2 separate regions of the Mus musculus genome follow, and region 2 is linked to region 1. A link is a contact called in public Hi-C data. All regions are on one chromosome and are shown on one strand. Each heading gives the region's core, a stretch centred on a gene start, on an enhancer-like site or on the middle of the called end of the contact. The rest is flanking DNA. Distances are from core to core; before and after follow the strand shown.

Region 1 (2,836 bases), core at 36-2,535:
TAGAAAAATAAAAACTCTCTGTATTGTCAGCAGAGTTCTGTCCATTTCTTCTGCACAAAGTTGTTCAAAATGGAAGAGAAAAAATGGGGAAGTAAAGAATGAAGCAGAGGAGAGGAGAAAGAAAGGAAGAAAGACTCTCGGCGGTCGTGGCACACACCTCTAATCCCAGCACTTGGGAGGCAGAGGCAGTCGGATTTCTGAGTTCGAGGCCAGCCTGGTCTACAAAGTGAGTTCCAGGACAGCCAGGGCTACACAGAGAAACCCTGTCTCGAAAAAACAAAACAAAACAAAACAAAAACAAAAAAACAAAAAAGAAAGGAAAAAAGAGAGAAAGGAGAGAAAGAAAAAAGGAAGAAAGAAAAGAAAAGACAGAAACAAAGGAAAGAGAAAAAAAGAAAATAGCTGGCTTTTTTTCCTTGCCACAGCTTGCAAATCATATGCTTCTTTGCTACTCTTTCTTTTTTGTGGAGTAAAATTTCAAGGCAGAAACTGAGAGCAGTGATAATTGTTTCTTCTCAGAGACAAAAACAAAGTGGTAATCACATTGTGAAATCCACAAGGCAGTGAACACATGGCCTGGAAAGCACTCACTTTTCCCTCCCCCTCAGTTCCTTCCCACCTTTCTTTCCTCCTTTTTCTGAATTCTAAGTTTAGAAAGCCTACTGAAAATAAGAAAAACATACCAACAGTGGAGTGGTTCACATCTGTCCTGCAGAGACAGAGGCAGGAAGATTGTGACTTTCAGACTAGCCTGCACTATATAGTACTCACATGAAAAGGGGGAGAGGGCAAAAAAATCCTTTTCCTTTCTGCAGAAGCAGCCTTTTACTAATAAACCAATGGAGATTTTACTGTCATAAATAGTAAATACACAACCATGACAATCTCAATGTCATCTCGAAAAAGATGGAAGTATGGCTTGTCATTTGAGAGCACTGGTTTCAGAAAGACCTTCCATGGCAGGACTAAGATTGTAATGAGTAATTATGATTGTCACAGGTTCAGAGGTGAGCTTGACACGAAGGTTTGGTGAGTAACCCATTAAATTGATACCCTGTGTGGAAAGCTGACAGCTCAGACGTCATGCCCACTGATATTTTTTAAGTTTGAAAAATGAACAATAGTCATATTCAGCTTTTATCTTGGCAGAATTTCCTGCAATAGTAAAATACTGTGAATAGACAGTGAACAACAAAAGGCACGGTAATTTACACATAAGCTGTTGCAAAGGAGCTGCAGCTATCTTAAGGAAGAATGTGTTGTTTAAAACTGAGCCAGACTGAGGATCTAAGAACAGAGAACATTTGTCCTACTTTAACTTCTTGGTAAGGGGAGGGAGACCCAGAGAGGCAGTAGTAGAGAGCAACAGATCCAGAAACAAGGGCCAGCCAAAAGCTACAGTTGGCAGGAAGCCAACTCAGGCTGGGAGGTGCGTAGAGATTGCTGAGGATCTGCATTCAGTGGTCAGGAATAGCTCTCATAACTCAGAAGAGCTCTTCAGTGAGTTAGAACTGACTCCCGTGACAGCAGATGAACCAGAATCTGGAGCCACCTGGCATTTGCTGCCAGAAGGCCCAAGAACTCTGCTGCTGCCTGACACCAGCTACATCCTAGCAGAGTGATCAACGCTCGTTTCCTATGAAATTCCTAAACCCAAGTCACTGAAATAAGTAAAATGACAGATGAAAAGATTTCAGACATTTTACTGTCCTGAAAAACATTATAAACTAGCAGGTCAATTTCATTCAACATCTTAAGAGGAAAGTCAGTAAAATGAGTAAGAAAACTAGCAATATATGGGTCCAGAAACAGATTGCTCAGCACTTAAGAGCAGTTGCTGCTCTGGCAGAGGATTCAGACTTGGTTCTAAGCACCCACAAGGCAGCTCACATCTGCCTGTAACCCCAGTTTCAGGGGACCCAACACCGTCTTCCAGCCTTCATTGGCTTGTATCTGTGTGCAATGCCTGCAAACTCACACAGGCTCACGTATAAATATTTTTTAAGGAGAATTAATCAACAATGTAAATAAAAAAAGAAAGCTCAAAGCCATGTCCTCAGAGGTTGGGACTTAGTAGACATCCAGCTCTCTGGACAAACTGTAATGATGTCTGGCCTCAGGCTGTAGGACCAGAGGTGACATATAACCTAGTATATACCAACAAAACCTTCTCCAATAGGTTGCAGAATCCCACCAGTCACGGATGTTCTGGTCCTGGGTCTCAGAAGCCCCTCCTCTTAGAATGAGGAAGTTGTCTTTCCTCTTACAGGTCTCCCCTCTTTTCCTCAGTCCTGAGTCTTCAGAGACTTCCAGGGCATGAAATCCTCACAAACTCTAGAAGCTTTGTTCTAGGTGTATCAACAGCAGGAATTCTTAACTCCCATTACTCCACCCCCCCCCCCGGCTGCTCAGTATTGGATCCTGTAGCAGGCCTGTGTGATCACACACTCTGCCCTTATCTCTCCTTATAGGACAGTCCTATTAAATACAGCCCACCCACACAGCCTCAACTTGCCTTTCTGAGAACTGTTATTGTCAAACGATGACCCTGGGGTTTGTAGCTCTAAGATGGAAGCTGGGAGAGGCAAAGATCAACCTTGGATGCTCATTGAGGGATTTGGTTTGTTTGTTTCTTTTTTCTCAGATTATTTACAAATATACTTCCATGTGTAGGCAGGAGAGGAAATGATCACCTGTAACACTCAGACACCTGAATACAGCCACAGGGAGGAAAAGGAAAGAGAAAAATTACTCTGAGAGTCCCAGAATCTGACGGTGAAAGCCAACACCTGCTGAGCCCCAGAGATGCCTGAGATGGTTAATGGAGAGGTGTACT
Region 2 (2,927 bases), core at 332-2,831, 220 kb after region 1:
GGTGGTGGTGCACGCCTTTAATCCTAGCACTTGGGAGGCAGAGGCAAGCAGATTTCTGAATTCGAGGCCAGCCTGGTCTACAAAGTGAGTTCCAAGACAGCCAGGGCTATACAGAGAAACCCTGTCTTAAAAAATCAAACCAAAACAAAACAAACAAAAAAAATTCCCATAGGGACTGAAATGAAAGAAAAAGAAAACCAAAATGTTTTCTAGTGTCTCACTGTTATTTTAAAACAGGTGAAGTGGAACTCATCTGTGATTTCTCAGAAGGCTGAGGCTCGGAGGATTTCACATTTGAGGACAGCCTGGAGATTCTGTTAAAACTCCCAAACCTTCCTAATTTATCATGTGATTTATTATGTTTATGGTAAGATGTATATATATATATATATATTTTTTTTTTTTTTTTGAGACAGTCTCATATAACCCAGGCTGACCTCAAATGAAGTATCTGCAGATAACTTTGGACTACTGATCTCTGCTGTCACCTGCGGAGCTTTTGGGATTACCACCCTGAGCCGTTACATCCACTCGATAAAATATTTTCACCTGCTAAAATTTCTGCCTAGAGTATCAGAAACCGAACCCCCAAAGACTGTTATGTGATCCCATCCTGTCCAGGGGTGCTTTGGTTCTAGGAGAGACACAAAGATAGGACTAAGGAATCCGGCCCACAGCCTCAGTCTAAGGGCTAAAAGGCCACCAAATCTAACTTCGTACTTGAGACATAAAGGTGAGCTGAAAGTCAGACCATCGCATAAGTTAACTTTGTTCCAGTTTTCAAGTGATTGGAAGCTCTCATTTTACTACTCTGTTCTTAAACACTTTACACAAGGTTACTGTAGGTGACAGCAACCTAGGCCTCAAGACCTTTTGTTTTCCTGATAGGGACTTGATATATGTATGTAGTACAGGCAGACTTTGAGCATCCCAAGTGCTGGGGTTACAAGCCAGTGCCACCACATCTGGAACGTGCATTTGGTTACAAATTACAGCATTGGGAAAGCAGTGTCTTTTTATGTGCTGGAAACAAACAAACAAACAAAAAATACAGTCCCAAAGTAGGAATCGACATGTTTACTGCGGAGGACTACAGATGTAGATGCTCCCCCTTGCTTCTGACCCTCGCCACTTCTCAACAAGCACTCCTTCCCGACACCGACACAGGCAGGGGCTTCGGCGTGGACCAAGAAGGCGTCAGCTGCGCCTGCACAGGGGGCGACGCATGCACCGCCGCCAGTCATTGGGTGCGCGCCGGGTCTGCAGGCATCCTCCCCATCACCCGATACAGAGACCCGCGGAGAGGCTGGAGATGAAGTGGCCTCGTAGATCCAGTCGGCAAAACGCCGACCGGAGGCGGAGCTGGGGACGGACTGAGTCACCAGACCCTGCGCTCCCGAGCTACGCAGCACACAAACAAAACAGCGACAGAATAGGAGGAGCCCCAGCTCTCGCGGCATCCGCGGGAGCTGCCAGCCGCTTGGGCAAGCCTCGCGTTGTTTGGTTAAGGGGCAGGGCGTTCAGCGAGAGGGCGGAGTCCAACCCAGCTGAGGGTGGGGGTGTTCCCAGGCCCCGTTGATTGGCATCTTTCTTCGGAGGGCGCCCCGCGCACGCGCAGCTCCCAGGAGGCGGTGGCGACTAGGGCAGTCCAGCTGCCCGGGTCCCGGGTTGCGGGTCGGGCTCCGCCCTCCCGCGTCGGCGCTGGCGGACGCTGTGCCGGGCCAGTCGGCTGTCTCTGCGGCGCTCCGCCCGCCGCCGGTCCGCCGCTGCTTTGGCCTGGAGGGCTCCCGCCTACGCAGGCTCGTGACGCGGGGGCTGGGACGGGGCTTCAGGGACTGAGCGGGCGCTGCCGCTGTGTGAGCGTCTTCTGCGCCTTCGGTAAGTGCGGTCCGCGTCCGCTGCTTTGGCATTTTAGACACCAGCCGGGAGAACGGATGGAGAGAGACAGGGCGAGCTGTTTTGCAGAGCCAAGGTGTTTTACAGCTTATTGCTTTTATGCGTGTTCTTTTAAAATCGTGAAACCACAGCTGTGCGTTTACAAATCTGAAGAATTTGGGTACAGAAGGAGGAGGAGGAATGCTCTTAGAAATGGAGCTAAAGTACTGCGTGCTCTGTAAGAAAAAAAAAAAAAGCTGCCAAACAATGAAGACACAAGACTCCTGCCCTCTTTCTGTCCTGGACCTCAACCCCAATATTTACGCTCCCACTACTCAGAGTAACCCGATCCCAAGTGTATGTATGCATCCAGCCTTTCAGGATTTTGTCGGTGCAAGTGAGGAGTGTGTTTATAGACGAAAATTAAAGTCCTATATAGAATATAGATTTTTGGGCCAGTAGTATACGGAACTCTCCACTCTTTTTTTTAAAAACATACTTTATTGTTAAATGTTACTGTTTAGCATGGGCTTCACACTTTCAGTAGCGAGTCAGTTAAAAGCTTATTGTATGTTTTGTGATTTGCGACGCAGTTCTATAGCTCAAGCTGAGATAGAGCCCCCTGTGCTGTGGAAGCTGACCTTGAACTCTTAGCTTCTGCCTCCACCTCCCGAGTGCTAGGATCAAACAGGAGCTGTTGTGCCTGGCCTACGTGCCAGTATTTTGCAACTTAATATATTGACTTTCACAGTATCTAAGGCCACATGCGATACTTTCATATGAAACAGGTTGCTAGTCTTTGCTTAGACCTCAGAGTTTACATGAGAGGGAATGACTGCCTAAAGATTACACAAAGTTTACTTTTTCTTTATGTCATAAAGTTTAAATACCATATGGTTAGATAGCAGCATTTAATTCTTTAAACTCTAGGAGGCTACTTTTGATGAAACTCGTAGAAAGTCACCATTTAGAAATTTTGTACTCAAATAAGAAAAAAAAAAAACCCACCACGGATTAAATATTTTGCAAGGTGAACCCTAGGGAGAAGTCTG

Evidence for each region. A called contact is a pair of places that touch in the nucleus more often than the background predicts.
Region 2: a Hi-C map of Sertoli cells shows a contact between it and region 1, with 4 times the contacts expected there. The contact joins the promoter of Pcmtd1 here to the enhancer-like site in region 1. A contact is called at or near these places in 3 of 39 promoter capture datasets (the C10 cell line and hippocampal neurons), 2 of 484 Hi-C or Micro-C datasets (Sertoli cells and cerebellar granule neurons) and 1 of 9 other capture datasets (adipose tissue).

What each region holds. Positions count from the first base shown.
Region 1 is chr1:6,865,641-6,868,476 of GRCm38.p6, forward strand. No RefSeq gene overlaps it. Among named protein-coding and RNA genes, the nearest start is that of St18, 140 kb to the left of the region's middle. Within about 2 kb of position 1,286, at least 22 of the 459 cell types and tissues checked have an H3K27ac peak or open chromatin away from gene starts, as enhancers often do. A contact at or near this core is called in Sertoli cells, where this site is marked.
Region 2 is chr1:7,087,339-7,090,265 of GRCm38.p6, forward strand. It overlaps Pcmtd1 (protein-L-isoaspartate (D-aspartate) O-methyltransferase domain containing 1), which reads left to right and starts at 1,582. Exons shown (of 6, transcript NM_183028.3): 1 at 1,582-1,878.